Regions from separate parts of the Mus musculus genome. Here region 1 is linked to region 2. Evidence: chromatin contacts called from public promoter capture Hi-C data. All regions are on one chromosome and are shown on one strand. Each heading gives the region's core, a stretch centred on a gene start, on an enhancer-like site or on the middle of the called end of the contact. The rest is flanking DNA. Distances are from core to core; before and after follow the strand shown. Region 1 holds the start of Cplx1 (complexin 1). Region 2 holds the start of Ube2d2b (ubiquitin-conjugating enzyme E2D 2B).

Evidence for each region. Promoter capture Hi-C pulls out the DNA fragments that hold promoters and counts their contacts.
Region 1: a contact with region 2 is called in a promoter capture Hi-C map of embryonic stem cells. The contact joins the promoter of Cplx1 here to the promoter of Ube2d2b in region 2. A contact is called at or near these places in 2 of 39 promoter capture datasets (cranial neural crest and embryonic stem cells).

The regions. Positions count from the first base shown.
Region 1 is chr5:108,547,584-108,551,565 of GRCm38.p6, reverse strand. Cplx1 (complexin 1) reads left to right here and starts at 1,539. Exons shown (of 4, transcript NM_007756.3): 1 at 1,539-1,677; 2 at 2,957-3,060. The coding sequence starts at 3,030.
Region 2 is chr5:107,828,273-107,832,142 of GRCm38.p6, reverse strand. Ube2d2b (ubiquitin-conjugating enzyme E2D 2B) reads right to left here and starts at 1,981. Exons shown (of 1, transcript NM_001276397.1): 1 at 366-1,981. The coding sequence starts at 1,658. The coding sequence ends at 1,215. All of the region lies in intron 2 of Evi5 (ecotropic viral integration site 5), which reads left to right.

The DNA of each region.
Region 1 (3,982 bases), core at 290-2,789, 720 kb before region 2:
AGAGGAAGTAAAAGTGGAAGCCCACTAGTCCTAGGGTCCTTTGCCTCTAATAATCTCAGCTGGGCTCAGGACTATGAATGGATTAGGTTGGCCTGCTTTGTCTCAAGAGGTTAACCCAGGGTCTTCTATGGGATTGCTGACAGAAGGTCAGGTCCATCTGGTGGCGTGGCGGGGAGAAGAAAAGCAGGTGAGAAGTAATGAGTCTGTCTTGCTGTGGCCCTTGCTTTTGCTAGCTACTATAGACTCCGAAAACACAGAATGAGCCAGACTGGGCACATCTGTGTGCAGGTGACCCCATTCCACAGGACATCAGTCCTGGGCCTGAACAAGGCTCTGGGCATCAACCAACCTTACCATGAGTGTGGTGGGTGAACTGAGATGGACAGTGCCAGTAGGAAGGGCACTGGGAGACTTAACTCTTCTGTGTCTGATGTGAGTCATGCCCAACTTCCTAAATGATCCTCTCCTCCTAGGCATATGCCTGTGTGCAGTGCAGGCACTTCACCAGTGGGATCAGACAGTATCCTTAACTCCAGGGCCCCAGGCTGAAGTCAGGGCAGAAGGTGTGGGGCTTAACACTTTCTCTTCTTGTCTCCACTCCAGCTCCGTTCCTGGTCTCTTCTACTTTGAATCTGCTAGGTCAAAGGAACAAAAACTGATAAAAGCAAGTCTGGAATGGACCCTCCCTTACTCCCCACCCCTAGCCCTCGAATTCAAGCCACCAAGCACCCTGGGGCAGCTTTGGAATGTTGGTGAAGGGGGAATACTCATGAGGCAAGAAGTTTCACTGAATTGGGTGAAGGTCAAGAACAACCTAATCCTTAAGAATGACTCAGCCAGGAGGAACATTAACAGTTAAAGCAATGGCCATCAGCACTAGACTCTGCGGGTCAGGAATTACCACCTGGCTAGCCAGAATAAAAAACAGCTTAGGTGTCCCCACATGCTCTGACTTCTGCGAAGACGATTGCCTCACAGAAGCCCCCCAGGATAACTGCAGGGATACCAGGCCAACCTTGTGGCCACTGGGCTCTGCAGTGCAGCTGCCGCAGAGTTGAAATCCCGGTGCCAGGGGAAGGGGCGGCCTAGAGGCGGGGCTGTGGCTGTCTCCCAGGAGCCCCCGCCCATCCATGTCCGCAGTGACCTTCAGGCGTCCCTGACTGACTGGGGTTTCTATCCCACCAAAGCCACATTTGGCGGCTCTGCACACCGGAGAAGCCTGGATGTGTGGGCCTATCTTGCTCGATCGGGGGTCTCGGGCTGTGCTCGCCTTCTCCCGCCCTGCCAGCAAAGAGCAAAGAAACCCGGTCAGGAGCAAACGTGGTTGGTAGATTAGGGATGGTGACCCCATCCCTGCATTCTCCCAGCGTTTCAGGAGGGCGCTTCAGTAGGACTTCAGGAGGGTCTCCAAGCCGGTGTGGAGAGAGTGGCCCAGGCCAAAGAGGGGCCCCTAATGCAGCTGTCGCGCGCGCCAGGCCAGGATCTGGGAACCGGGGGCGCGGCTGCCCCCCCTACCTCCGCCGAGCCCCGCCCTCCTCGTCATGCGGGACGCGGGCGGGGGCGCCTCTGAGTGACGCGCCCTCCTCGCGGTGTCCTTCAGCCGCCGCAGCAGCACAGAGCGCCACATGGACCCCGCCGGCCTGAGAGCGCGCTGCTGTTGATCGTCCACCTTGGAAGGTAACCGGCGCCCTAGCAGCCAGTCCGACCTTAACCGGCTCCCTCCTTTCCCCTTCCCAGCCCAGTTTTCTTCCCGACTCCTGGGCTTCCCTTTCTGGATCCCCGCTTTCTAGCCGTGGGTCTCCTACCCATATCCTAGGTTCCCCTACTCTTGGTTCCTTGTCTTTCAGACCCAAGGTTGCTCAGCCTGAAAGGCGCTGTCCATCGTGAGGTGCTGAAACGGCCCTTGATTCCCTTTCCCATAGGCATCTTTTTTCTTTCTTTCTTTCTTTCTTCTTTCCCTGGCGCGCTCCGGCCTGAGGCCGTGCTCCGGTCGGGCACCTCGCCCAGCAAAGCAAAGGGTGCGGCGGCCGCGAGAGAACGGGATGCCTTGGTCTTTGCGGAATCTCCGCAGCGTCCTAGCCTCTCTACAGCTGGCCCTGCGGAGCCCCCATCCCCCGATTCCCGGAAACAGAGAGAAGTTTAGAAGGCAATTGGCTTTGCTGCAAAGGCATCCCTGAACCCCTAGCTTCTCGGACACTCTTCCTGCCTGGCACCCCTTCGGGTCTCATTCCGCAGAGAGAAACCTGTGAAACACTGGATCCCTCAGGACCAGGTTCCCTGATAGGAAAGACTCTACAAAGAGGGATGTCTTTGCAGCTGTTGGCATTACAGAAAGCACCTTTCTAAATGCTGCTGGCACTTTAGTCCACGCTGGGCATTCTGACTTGGGTTGCCCTACCCCATGCAGAAGCAGGAGTGGGTCATCTGTTTCCCCTCCCACTGGAAGACGGGGACTCCATCCAGGGCCAGTTCTGCTGTGGGCCTCCAGAGTCTCTCTAGAGACAGATATAGTTGAGACTAGTCAGAAGTCATAAGGACCTTTCCTGAGGGACATTCATGGACTTGTCTCTCCAATTCTTCCCCAGAGGGACCCCTGCCCCACAGCTCCAAAACTGCCAAGGAGGCTGAGCAGCCAGAACCTGGGTGCTACAGCGGAGCATTGACCTTCAAATGCCCCCTGGGCTCCACCCCCGCTTGAGGAGGCTGGCGCCAGTCTCCAGTAACTGGTGGCCCCAGGTTGTGAGCTGCAGTGGCATCTAAAAGCTTCCTTCAGAAACCCCAGAAGAAGCAAGATAACTGTTGGTTTGGCTGGGCTCTGAACCCTGCCATCCTGGTCTGGGTGTGGGAACAAAGCCTCTCACCCTAGACTCTTGGGATAGTGGAGAGGAGAGCAAGGAGTAGATGAGGGTCTCAGGAAAGGTTGGTCAGGGTACCTATGACCACCTACTCTCTCTAGGCAGAAGACCCTGACCACACTTGAATGTGAAATCTGACCCCGGGAGTGGCTCCTGAGGAACCAAGCCATCACCATGGAGTTCGTGATGAAACAAGCCCTGGGAGGTAGGAGGTGGGCAAGGGGGGGGGCGCATGGGTTTGGGCCTCCAGCGATACACAGACACCTGATACTCAGAGAGACATGTCTCCACCACTGCAGTGGCACGAAAACACATGGCTGCATGACCACTTCTGACCTCACGCACAGGCTCTGCAGATGGTTGCTTACACTCTGAACAAGCCTAAGGCAGTCCCCCAGCCCAGTACTTTTGAATCCCCTGGTGACTCAAGCCTTGGGATTTAATATGAGATATGGGGAGGACGTGCTGTGTAATATGGCCCCATGTCCCCATGCCATGGTGCAGTGGAACCCACTGGTCATCCTGAGACACATCAAGAGCCAAGCAGCATTGATCAAGGCAGATATCCTAACAAGGCTTGTGAGCAGCCCTCATTCTGTCAGTCCTGGGAACAAACTGTGCACCAGGACTGGGTTAGGAAACAGGATTTGGGTGATCCCAACTGTGGCATTGGGCTCTATGGGTTTCTCCCAGGTAAGACACAGTACTATTCACAAGGACAAGAAGGGATAGCTATGCAACCAAGACCCCTTCTGCAGAGAATATATAGCTTCCTTTTATGTCGTTGCGTGAGGGCAGCCTGCTCACTCACTATTTGAAAAGAGTCCTGTCCTCACTTGGCCCAAAGCCATCTTTGTAGCTAGCAACAGTAGGACTAGAAGCTGGTAGAGGACAGTCAACTGAGCTCTTGGCCAGGAGGTGCTGGAGGTGCTGAACCAGTGAGCCGAAGGTTTGGTACCCATCTGGCTGCAATGGGTTTCAGCAGGGCAGTTTGGTCAGCTCAAGCCTGTAGAGGTTGAGATCGCCCTAGGTGGAATTCATGTTTGTTCAGAGCTACCTGCTCTGGGTGCCCCGATACCCTTGTGTACCCTCAGGGCTGAGAGTTCACACCAACTTTACTATTGAAG
Region 2 (3,870 bases), core at 732-3,231:
TCTTTACTCACTGACGTAATGCTTGTTTTTCTTTACTCACTGACGTAATGCTTCTTTTGGTTATGTATGTTCCTAGGAGCATCAGGAGGTTTTGATAAAATAAATGCAGCTTAGTTTTATTAACAAAGCAAGTTTCTTAAGTTTTATTCCTGGGAGGTTGGATATTCTTTCATGAAAATGCCTTTAAGCTTATGTTTCTATCTTATTTAATAAAATTACTCTTAAAGTATCTTTTTAGCTATAAACTGGAATTGTTTTCTAATTTGAAAATGTGACCAATCTAAAGAAAGCATGACAAGGCTGAGGGAAACCCACTAGTTTCCACTACACAAGTCACTAAAGTAAAAGAGCCTGTTCACACAAAATGTATGTAAATGGCTGGGATAATTGGTTTATTACACACATGAATCATTCTTGAATGTACAAGCTCCAGAAGAGCAATAGGGTCTTCATACACAAGTTTTTTTCATCAAATTAAACTTTTACCCTTACATCAAAATGGATTAAGCAGTTAATATAATAAAAAGAGCTATTAGTGATGAGTCAACTAAGAAACCACAAATAAACCAAAGAATATGGAGAGAAAGTGTGAAAGAAGGAAGGTTGAGTCATCGAGGTATAAAAGATTTTGGGAACAAAGCCAGTCACACTTTATGGGCCCATAGCGCCAATCTATTTTTGTTGACCAGTTAGACTTTAAAATACAAAATGTAGGTTTTGGCTTAATCTGGGTGACTTTAATGTCCATTTAAGTTCTAGGTCTTTTGGAATAAAATGAGTACAGAAACGTTCATGTTCTTCACCTAGCTTTTTATAAATTAAAAAAATTTAAATTTAAATGGCTTCCACTTAAAAGCAATCTCATTGTCTCTTATAGATTGGGGGACCTTTACCCCTTCTGAGCAGTATTGTGTACCCACCACCCTCACACCTTGTGGTTATCCAGATTTAAGTCAATAAGGAAAACTTTTAATCTCACATCCAGGTTATGCCTGGAGAACGCTCGTCTGCTAGGAGACAGTGTTGGTACAGTATTTCTGGTGCGTGCAACATGCAGCGGTACTGTATCAGGTGAAGACGGTGCACCAGGGAGGATGAGGCAGGTACAGCGTGGGCGTGGGTTCATGGGAAACAGTCCGGTGGGAATCAAAAGAACTTCTCTTTCAGAGTTCCCCTAGCTTTTATTTGTAGAGGATATCCAGTATTCTCTTTAGTCACATCGCATATTTCTGAGTCCATTCCCGAGCTGTTCTGTTGTACTTGTCTCTATCTGTTTTGTAGATCTGAGCAATCTCAGGCACTAAGGGATCATCTGGATTGGGGTCACACAACAGAGAACTGATGGACAAAAGTACTTTGGAAATAGTTAGTGCTGGAGACCACTGTGACCGAAGAATATCAAGACAAATACTGCCGTTACTGTTAACATTTGGATGATAAATTCTTGTTGTAAATTCAACCTTAGGTGGTTTGAAGGGGTACTCTGTTGGGAAATCAATTGTCAAGAAAAATGCTCCGCCCTGATAGGGACTATCATTTGGCCCCATGATTGTAGCTTGCCAGTGAAACATATCTTCCCCGACAGGACCTGCTGAACACTGTGCTGGGGGATCCTGGGCCAGGTCGTTCAGTTCCTTGTGGATTCTCTTCAGAGCCATGGTGGAAGGCTGTCTTGGTAGGCCCCAGGTGGAAGGAGGCAGGCACCGAGGGCCTGGGGCTGCCTTGCTGGTTTTGGATCAGCCGCAGAAGAGGAGGCAGGCAGTTCTGGCCTGGCCCTGGCAGAATGCGCTGAGGGCCGAGGCCCACTCAGCTTCCGGGCCAGCCACCGTGGGCACTGTATCTGTCTTCACATCGGTTGTCGCATCACCCTGTAGCCGCCTTTTTTGTGCTGCCGCAGTAGCTGACTCTTCTTCTGAGACCTTAGCCTCTGCGGATCCCTCCGCCGGACCCTCTGCCCAGGGCTCGTGCCAGTAGCGGTATCACAGACCGACGCAGCTTGCGCAGCTCGGGAGGGTGACAGTTGGTCAGGGATGATGGGATTGGCAGCGTAGTAGGCTCTTTTGTTTGTTTGTTTGTAACATGACCATCATCACGAACTCATAATAGGTTGTGCTATGATGTCTTGAGGGCAGCTGTCACTAGGTTACCAAATCTTAGCTTTGGCTCACTTTGAACAAACCTCTGACGACTGCAGTTCACTGGGAAGAGACTTGATGTGTCAAGTATTCCACAATGTTTCAAATCTCAGACAAAAGGAAGTTTTTTTTTTTTTTTTTTTTTTTGGAGACAGGGTTTCTCTGTATAGCCTGGCTGTCCTGGAGTTCACTTTGTAGACCAGGCTGGCCTCGAACTCAGAAATCCGCCTGCCTCTGCCTCCAGAGTGCTGGGATTAAAGGCGTGCGCCACCACCCGGCCCTATTTTTTAATTTTTTAAGAGAATTTTAATTTTTGTAATTAGAACTTCTGAGATGAGCATTCTAAAATTTTCTAGAATATACAAGACACTTGAGAAAGCAGCTATATATCTCTTCTTTTTACAAAGGTTGCTGAAAATAACCTTTCACTAAGTAATTCATATTTTTAAACACATTTTGGAAAGCTTACAGAAATAAAAGGGAGCTCTCCATATTCATTTCTAGTCCTAATTTTACACTCTCTTTTTTACTTTAGGAAACAAGTAAAAAAGGAAAAACAAAGCAGAACAAATAATAGCAAAACTAAAAAGCACAAGAAACACAAATATAAAAATAAACCCCATACTAACACAAAATTGAATCACATAATACACAAGCAAATGACCAATAACATTAAAATAAAAAAGGCCCAAACAAAGCAGTAAGAGATCCCCCCTAAAAAAAACCCAAAAAACCTACAACACTGTAAAACCACAATTGTTAGTTTTGTATTGACCATCTGCTGGGCGGCCTGGGCCCTACCCTCAAGTGTGGTTTATATACCCAGTTAGGTTCCAGTAGAGATGGCTTCTAGGTTAGGGGTAGACCTCCTGTCCCCTCACCCCTCTCAGGAGTGGGAGCCCATCTGACCAGGACTGGTAAGGGCTCTGTGTTTAATGCCACAGTGTCTGAGTTTTTATGTGCATCAGTCCTGCTGTGTCTAAAAGGCCTTGTTTCCCTGGTGTCGTCCATCCCCTGTGGCTCTTACAGTCTTTCTGCTGCCACCTCTGCACAGCTCTCTGATTTCTGAGTGGAGGGGTTTAAGTAAGACATCCCACTTAGGACTGAGTGTTCCATTACCTCTCAGTCTCGGCACATTATCCGGCTGTAGGTCTTTGTGTTAGTTCCCATCTGCTGTAAGGGGAAGCCTCTCTAATAATGGCTGAGACACTGATCTGTGTGTATAGCAGAATGTTGTTAGGAGTCTTTTTTGTTGCTATGTTACTTTAGCAGGACAATAGTGTTTGGTTTTCTCCTAGGCCCATGGCCTATCTAATCTCAGGTTCTTGGCTACCTGAGCAGTGTCAAGCATGGGTTCCATCATGTGGAGTGGGTCTTCAATCCAATCCTAAAGTGGCTGGTTACCCACAGTATTGGTACTACTATTATACTAGCATTCTATGCAGGCAGGTCACTATTTGTGAGAATACATCAACTAGATGTAACTCATTCATCTTATGATTCAAATTATGGAAGTTTGATTTGATGGTGTAAGTTGTCTAGTTGGGGCTCACCATTTAGATTTCTTTTGCATATGTATATATTTTAAGTAGCTCCTACAGGAATAGGTTTCCATATGACCTTGCAAATGGCCCTTGGTGTTAGGTGTCCCTTTTCAGTATTCCCTCCCTGGTTCCACTCATCTCTTTCCTTTTTAATCCTTTTGTTCCAGTTCCCCCAGCCCCAGTCCCCACTG